2 separate regions of the Hordeum vulgare genome follow, and region 1 is linked to region 2. The links are chromatin contacts, called in public Hi-C maps. All regions are on one chromosome and are shown on one strand. Each heading gives the region's core, a stretch centred on a gene start, on an enhancer-like site or on the middle of the called end of the contact. The rest is flanking DNA. Distances are from core to core; before and after follow the strand shown. Region 1 holds the start of LOC123426767 (acyl-coenzyme A thioesterase 13-like). Region 2 holds the start of LOC123430300 (glutathione S-transferase TCHQD).

What was found. A called contact is a pair of places that touch in the nucleus more often than the background predicts.
Region 1: a Hi-C map of leaf shows a contact between it and region 2, with 4 times the contacts expected there. The contact joins the promoter of LOC123426767 here to the promoter of LOC123430300 in region 2. A contact is called at or near these places in 4 of 6 Hi-C or Micro-C datasets (leaf and seedling) and 1 of 1 datasets of contacts at active chromatin or transcription factors (embryo).

The regions. Positions count from the first base shown.
Region 1 is chr2H:482,972,987-482,977,494 of MorexV3_pseudomolecules_assembly, forward strand. LOC123426767 (acyl-coenzyme A thioesterase 13-like) reads left to right here and starts at 1,465. Exons shown (of 3, transcript XM_045110648.1): 1 at 1,465-1,729; 2 at 1,851-1,994. The coding sequence starts at 1,568.
Region 2 is chr2H:482,563,347-482,567,676 of MorexV3_pseudomolecules_assembly, forward strand. It overlaps LOC123430300 (glutathione S-transferase TCHQD), which reads right to left and starts at 1,308. Exons shown (of 3, transcript XM_045114171.1): 1 at 1,097-1,308; 2 at 144-354; 3 at 1-43. The coding sequence starts at 352.

The DNA of each region.
Region 1 (4,508 bases), core at 215-2,714, 410 kb after region 2:
CTGTTTGGTTCATACGTAGCGTTGCGTCGACTTCATCGGTGGTGGCTCGGCCTTAGGCGTCGGTGGAGTGGGCCTCGGCGGCAAAGGTGGCACGATGTAGTCATCGACCGCATAAAGGGTGAGGGCCTCCGCCGACCTCACCTGGTAGTCTACCTCCTCTGCCTCCGCCTTGCGCCGCTCCTTAATGGAGATATGCATGGCCGTCGCCAGCGCCTCCTGGTATACAGCCTCCTCCCGCTCCTCCTCTTTCGGCCTGACGACGGGCGGCGAGCCAACAGTAGAGGGTTGGTGTGGTGCTCTTGAACACCGAGGCGGCGTTGCTTCTCGTGCTCGAGGGAGAACCACCTCTCCCAATTGGGAGAATCCAGAGCGTACGCCGGCACCCGATGTTGTTCCGACATGAGCAACTCCCGACAACGGCGCACCTCATTGGTGTGTGCCCGCTGCGTCCGCCGCACCGTCGACATCGAGATTCGTTGCGGATCGAGATGCCAGTCGTCCGGTAGGGTGACGTCCGGGTAGGACACCGATTGCATGTACAACAAGTGCCAACGCGTCTCGTGCATCGAAATATGCACGCGCTGCTGCACGGGGCGGGCAGGCGCCGGTGGAGATGGAGGAGGATGCGTAGGGGTGATCTTCCCTTTGCTCTTGTGGGAAGCATTGAAGAACCCCATGACTAGGGTTTGGTTGTCACCGGCGAGGGACCACGCGTGGGGGGGGGAGAGATTTGGACGGACAATGGAAGTGGATGAGCCCCCTCCCCCGTGCGTCCATTAAAAAAAGAACGGCGACGCGGCGGTTCCACCCACTGCTAGGAGGGCCTGAAGTAGGTGGGCGCATTTACTATGACCGCATACAGTGGTTGGTCGGCTGACTTGTGGGGGCGCGACAGACACCGAGGGAACGCGCGACGCATCCGCTTCATGTCTGCGGCAACTCATTTCAGAAATGCCTTGGCGCAGACACGAAAATGACGCATTTTGGGTTTAGGTCGGCGCGTTGGGCCGACATTCTTGTCCGCGGCGACCCAAACGAACATGGACGAAAGAAATGGGTCATCTCGTTCAGGTTGCTCTCACGGCATAACCAATGCACCCCAAGGTGATGTCCCGTATGTCATATAGGATCATAATATATGTCCGGACAGTCTAAAGTGATCCTTAGGAGAAGGCGAGTGCTTCAGAAGAAAAAACATGGTTCTATACAAAAAGTTAAAATAGAAAATAGAGATACATATGTATCAGAGTCCTTTTTCTTTGATGATGTCCATTAGTAAGAGTTCACATTGAAGAGAAAAATATCAATTTAGACGTCTCAATTTTTTTTTGGCATCATGGACATCTGCACCATTGTACATATCCTCGCAGACCAACTTCGTGGGACCGCTTGTCAGCTGGAGCTTCACCCGCCAGAGCCAGACTAGCAAGGCGCTTCCAGCCAACCACGCTCGCACACCGCAGGGTATCCACCCACTCGTGTTTGTGTTGCGTGCCCCGCCAAACACCCCCACTCGATCCGGCTGCGACCGCGACCTCCTCGCCGCCCCCAGCGCCACCGCCGCGCCATGGACCCGGACGCGGTGCGGCGGACCCTCGAACCCACCGCTTCCCCCGCGGACATCTCGGGTTCCACTCCTTACGACTCCTTCGTCATCAGCGGCGTCCGCCTCGAGGCCGCCGAGCACGGCCGCGTCCTCTGCTCCTTCGTCGTCACCCCCCGTATAGCCGTAAGCCACGCGCTCCCTCCCCGCTGAAACCACAAGCGCCAGCTTCCTTGCTCCTTCGGTCTTCACACGCTGACGTGACGGCGCGTGGTGTTTGGTTCGAATTTTGGTGATTCGTTTGCAGAGCCCCCAAGGGTACCTTCTCAGCGGCGTCACGGCATCGCTCGCAGACCAGTTGGGCTCGGCCGTGTTCTTCTCCAGCGGGGTAGGCACGAGCGGGGTCTCCCTCGAGATCAGCGTGTCCTACGTCGACACCGCCGCCATCGGGGTGAGACTTCAATTTCTCTCTCCCTTACTAAGGCTTCAGACACTGATCCTGTTCGTCATCAACATATTTTAGTTTATGCTGGATGAAATTTTTGGTGATGAAACTTTGATTCTGTCAAATTTGACGTGCGATTCGTGCTAGAATTCTGCCCTGTGAACTTGCTGGGGCATTGGACTTGGGGAGTAATTGAGTCGCAATGAGGCTCCTACCATGTTGTTTCTATTCAGATTTCAGAACGCTTTAGGGCGCATCTTATTTCTTAGGCGAGGAATTGGATCTGGTGTTAGTAATTACACTACGTCCTGCTGATAGGGGCGAAGCCAGCCAAAATTCTTTAATGTGGGCATCATATACTACATTGGTTCAACACTAATTACTTTTTGATAAGTAACTTACCATCCGTTTTACGTAATGTTTGGGTCAGCTGACTCCAACACTATAGTGCAGTTTCAGTTGAAAGTCAAAATTAGACTATTGTTCTGGAAGTTGCAATTGGGTATGCTTGTCATGACTTGGGTGTTAGGAACATTTTTATGCCTAGCTGAAGGTGTCACTTAGGTGTCGACTGGGATCTCAGTGGTACCTCCATTGGTATCGTATGTACAACTAACCAGTTTCTGATGGTAACAAGTTGTTGGAACTTGGAAGAAGACTTGATTGAACTGGGGTTAGTTTTGGCAATTACTTTGAACTTGGTGTGAGTTGTTAGAAATTCTTGTTTGCTGCCTCTTTTTCATAATAAGGATTTGACCTGGAGCATAAGCAGTAGAGTGTATTGTGTTGGCATAACAACCATGCAACATTTTTGTACTTGTTCATGAATGATTAGGTATGCTCATAGGTGACAGAAGTTAGGAGGCTCTAAATACTTATTCTTCAGTTTTCCTTAATGGTGACCATATAGCAATCTAATGGAGTGCCCTTTTATATAGAGAGTAGTTAAGAAGCTTTTGTCTTTTTGAGATGACTCATGCTATGGTGATACAATTTCTGTTTTATTGGTGGGTTTTTTCCCATCTTAAATGTTGGTTATATTGTTCATTACTAATTATTACGTGCAATCTTTTAGTTTGGCATTGTGATACTCCTAATTGTTTTCTTTTCTCATCTTCCAACAAATCCACTTTCCTTGTTTCGACACCTTTTGAGCGGCGTTCCTATTGCATGCCAAAGTATATAATTTAATGAAAATAATTTCGAGATTGGCTAAATTTTGTGCTCAAGTATATATGCTTACTTTCAGTTCATAGGGTTTAATACCTACTAGAAGGGTTGGACGCGCTTTGCTACGCTGTTGGTGTTGTTGGATGTCTTCACAAATTAATCACTCTGTTTCAAAATATAAGATGCATTATGTTTTAAAAAAGTCAAATCTTTTTAATTCAATCAAATTTATAGAGAAATATATCAAAATTTGGAACCATAATGTATAATATAGAAGAATTGAATAAGAATGACCGGTCGAAATCGGATGACTTAATTCTAATGGAGACCTCAATTGAACGTGAGCTCTTCAAAACTAGGGAGCTTAGTGTTATAGAGGATGGGAAATGATGTGACATGGATTGATTTGAAGTGCATGGCTGTTATGGCTCAGGTGGATGCCTCCAAGTTGTTGATCGGGATTGGATGTGCCAGGCTGGTTGCCTAGAGGTTCACTGCGCAAGCCTTAGTTTGGTGACCTCCAGGCAAAAGCCTAGCACTGACTTCAGATGATGGCGTCCTTGGACATTGTTGCCCTCCTTGGAGGCATCTTCGTGGAGCCCCTTCACCTCCCTTGTCATTTGAATCTCGAGTTCTCCAGGTGAAATCTCAAGTTTCGGCTTTGGTTGAAGCGGGCGTCGGGGGCGTGCGTTCTCCTGCACTGTTGTCGCTGGCTAGGCTGGTGTGTGTGCCTTTGGGATGCATGGTGACTGCTCTGGCAGCTTGGGTGGTAGAGATGTTGGTTCATTGGGTGTGCGGCCTTGGGGCCAGTGTGGAAGTCAGAGTGGTGGCTTCGAAGGTCACCTTTGTGATGCAAGGTGTCTGCTTTGGTTGCTCAGGCGACACAGTCGTTGGCTCGTCGGGTGCATGGCCCTGGGCTGATGGGGTGCATTCGCCGAGGTTTATATGCCGGAGTGGAGACTCTGGGTCGTGTTATAGGGTGTCGACTCCAGCTAGTTGAGTGGCAGAGTCGCCGTCTCGTTTGGGGCGTGGCCTCGGGGCTGGCATGGTGTTTGGTTTGTATGTGTCGGTTTTCGTTCAGTTTTCTCTCTCAATGAAATGGCAGAGCTCCCGTCGAGTCCTCAGAATTTTTGTTGGTACTATGACTTCTTTTTTGTAAAATAAATAAACACAGAGCATTGCAACTACAACCACTTCTATTTTTGTACGGGACACATTTGATCATATTTTTGCATAATAATTGCATACCTACATGTTCTAACATGATACACGTTTATGAAGTTTTTAAGATGCACAAGTACATAAACCTTAAACTCAGTCACCCACCCTTGCATGCACATTTGCTTTTTC
Region 2 (4,330 bases), core at 58-2,557:
CTGTATTTCACCACTTAAGTGCACTGCGAGTCTGTCTATGTACCTATGAAAATATAGAGGAGATAAATGAATATTGCTGTTTGATCAGCAGTATCGAATGCGTCTAAGTTTGAGCCATTCCAAGGGTGAATGAAAGAACGTACTGGATGATATCGATGGCGCGGAAAATGACATGAGCGCCATTTTGGAAGACAGGGAGCTTCGCTGAAGGGTTCATTCGGAAGAAGGCCACATTCATGTTTTTCCCCGTTAGCGGATTGACATGATATGATGTGTAGTCAATACCCTTCTCTTCCAGGGCTATCCGCACCTTCTGACTGTCCAGTGAATACGGATGGTGATACAGCTGCATTGCTACATTAGCAGCAAAAAAAAAACATGTGATTAGTATCCCTGATCGGTCTTGCAGTGTGAATGGACTATGATGGGAGATGGACAGTTCGCTCAAACTAAGTTGCAGTGTGAGTAAGAGACTGTTATGAGAAAATAGGCAGTTGGTTCAAACGAAGTAGTCTCGGGGGATAGATGGAAGCAAGGTGGGTGGTTAGTGTGCGTATATTCAGATAGTTGCATATGGAAAAGGCGAAAACTATGAGAGTAATTGAAGACACGCAATATTCAGAGTCAAAAAACAACGGATTGATCATTTCATCTGTACATGTTTAATGTTATAATTTATTCATCAGACGATACTACTAATACATATACTGATCATAACATCTGCATCTCACTACAAATTCTAAGCACAAGGACCAATCGCGTTTGCCTCAGTTAGATGTTAGCCGGAACCAATCGCGTTGCAGTGTGAAATATAGACCTCTAATCTCCCGGGGTCATGAATTCAGGATCAACACACTCTTACAAGTGCTTTTAAATTGGGGGAAAAGGCGGCTTTGTCCAGAATCTCGCCTTTAGCCCAAAAGTACTTGTACGCAACCACAAAAATAGACAACCAAATCTAATGCACCCAGTCCGGCGAGTTCCACTCAGAAGTCAATCGGCGCCCGCGCCCGCGGCTGATCTCACACATACGCCCAACCGAAAGGGGCAGCAGAAAAAGAACCAACAAACGGCGAAGCAGAGAGAAGGGCCTTACCTGGCGAGGAGTCGCGGGCGGAGGCGAGGGCGACGGCGGGGGGCGGAGGATGGGAGACCGGAGAGGCTTCGCGAAAGATCCTTCTCGGCGAGGAGACGGTTGGGGGGGAAGTGGGGATGTTGTTGGTTCTCGTCCTCGCCGGAACTCCTGAAGTGAACTGTATTTCAGGCTGTCCTCACAACTTTGTTTGTCCCTCTGTCACTCTCCTTTCCTTTGCCTGCCCAGTCGACGCGCTCTTGCCACCGTGTTCTGGTCGGTCGGTTACTCGGGTTTGATTATCTCCAGAGATCCCTGCTGCGTGCACCCGGGTGTGATGCCCCACGAATCAATGCATGTGTCTAGTTGTGCAAGTATATGCTTGCTTGTGTGGGAAGCAGGAAGTATCATGTACACTATACTTCAAAAGTATTGCATGTCTTCTCCATTAAAAATGAGAAGAAAAAACAAGTACCATCACATGTGAAGGATAGTCATACGCGATATCTACGCTCCACCCCCACGCATGTCAAGCTATGATATATGCGATGCATTCCCACCTATGTGCAGGGACAAAGTCACGATCCATGAAGAAGGGCGGAGGGGTGGGGGGAAGGGGGGGGGCAAACACTAGTTTGAAGAGTGTTTATGCATTTTTTCGGAAATTTGAAGTGTGTATTGGCAAAAAGACAGTCAACCATGGGGGCCATGGCTCCCCCTTGCCCCTTTGGATCCGTCGTTGCCTTTGTGTGTCGCCTTTTGAAAGCGTAAGCTCTACAAAAAAAAGGACACAACTTGGCTTGTGTGCGACTAGACATGATCAAGCACACGGCTATTGCGCTCAATCCACATGGAGCGCAGTCTCTTGGTGACGATAGAGCTCATCTCCGTATGAAGATGACGGGGTGCAATTGAGCATACCATTGGCCACCAGCCAACAAGGTCCTCCAATCCATTTGGTATAAAACCGTGTCGCTTATATGGCAAGAGTGCATGATACCAAAGTTCTTGAGAAAAGGGAAACCTCAAAAGCATGTGTTGGGTATCTCCTAAACATGGCGGCAAAGCAAGTGGCAGGGAGGGTGCTGGAGCGCACGTCCTACCAACCTATCCACGGTCTAGATGTTGTTTTGACGATGAGCCACATGTAAATATCTACCTCCAAAGGCGCCCAAGAATCCCACAACTACCTAGAGTATAGGCGAATTCACAGTTGAAGATGAATGCAGCGTAAATCTCTCTCAAAGAATACATATTGTTGACTGAGAGGCACCTGGAGAAGGAGGTTTGGCATGTCATCAATGCTCCGATCCTGCAACAAGACCAAAACTCGAGGAACTCAATGATTGTCGACACAGATGGCGTTCCATTGATATCATCGACCCACCTCGCTCTGGGAAAAGAATAGGCCACAACACTATTTGCATCACCGACCGCACAAAGCTAAGCAGGTGGGGAGAAATTTGTGTGATACTATGACCATTGATCCACCGATTCGTCCATAACCTCATATGATTACCATCCCCTAGCAAGCAATGCATCCCACATGCGCAAGCTCCTTCGGACTCAGTGCAATCTGCATGCCTATCCACGGTTTTCCCAAAATAGTTTTCTCCCGCCATCGCCACCTGATGTAAAGGGACCGATTCAACAAGCCAAGGTTCAGCACCGCAAGCCCGCATAGAGGCTTGGGCGTACACACAATATGTCATGCCACCAGACAACATCCTCAGGCGTCCTCAAAGCTCCTCTAGAAGAACCCTTGCATAAGCTTGTCTATGCACTTAAAGAACTATGGCGGAAGATCAAGCGCCATCATGTGGAAGATAGGCATGGCTAAGAGCTTGGAGTGGAAAAACAAATACGAGTCAACCAAGGAGTTGCACGGTAATGTTGTCGACGAGCGATTGGTGCTCTGCTCTAGATAGAGCCTTGATTGAAAGTGTCAATCCAAATACTTAACGGGGAAGGGTTGTATCAGGCAATAGAGGGCACTCATGATGCCCTACAAGTCCAAAACAATACAAAGAGTTGGCAACACTTAGCTTTTTGAGAAATTGCATACCATACGCAACGTCGCTAGAAAAGAACGGAGTAGATCCCTCTGTGCGATGGCCTCCTGGGCGTTGGCTTCATCGAAAGCAGAACATCGTCGATATAAAAGTGACAACCGGTGGTGAGACTCCAACGGTGAAGCGGCTCAAACACATCTGCTGCCCGACCTTAGTGAAGATGGTCGCCAACACATCCATGGCAATGATGAACAGTAACGGGAGGACCCCCCCCCCATCCGATAGTCCACGGTCGTGTTGGAAATATGCCCTAAGGCAATAATGAATATATTATAACGTCTTATATTTTTCATTCATAATTAAAAGTTATATTTGTGTATTATACTCCCTCCGTTCCTAAATATAAGTCTTTAAAGAAGTTTCATTAAAGGACTATATACGGATGTATATAGACATACTTTAGAGTGTAGATTCACTCATTTTACTCCGTATGTAGACTACTAGTGAAATATCTTAAAAGACTTATATTTAGGAACGGAGGGAGTAGTTTGCGTTGGTTCTTAAGTATGAGATATAGAGGAAAACTCATCGCATGTATGAAAACATAAACACCAAATGGACCCCTGGTCATGCATCTAGGACTAGTTCATGTATTGAAGATGATCGTATCTTTTCTGATCATGAGCATTGTTAAAGTAACATGCCATAATAATAAGAACACATTTTTATCAAAATAATGGTGTTGGGTAGACCCAACTTATGAATTACTACGACCTTCGGCGATTTTGACCACTATAGCCACGGGAGAGAAGACGAGGGGAGGGGCGCAGGGCTGTTAGCGGATGGGGTTGCTGAATATGACTTCGACGGCCACGACACGGGTCGGATGGACAAGCGTTGATGAGAGTGTATTTTGCATGCATATATTTTTAGCAGGAAGTATGTATTTAAGGAGCTTGTTCCTGAATTTTTGAGCTATAAAAGGTCTTCAGAAAAAAGACTAGATTGCACTTACTAAACCGGATATCTTTAGGGGATTGTAATTTTTTTAAGAGGAAAGTAGAGATGCTTTCACTAACCAAACGCCCCGTTCAGTAAAGCGTTGGTTGTGGATCAATTTTGCATGGGCGAGCGGCACGCAAGCCTGTAGTGCAGCCGATATGTGTGTGATCCAAGTATTTTTGCTTGGCGGGGCCAATGGGTGCGGCGATGACGTAGGAGAGGTCAGCGTCAACAACAACGTGAC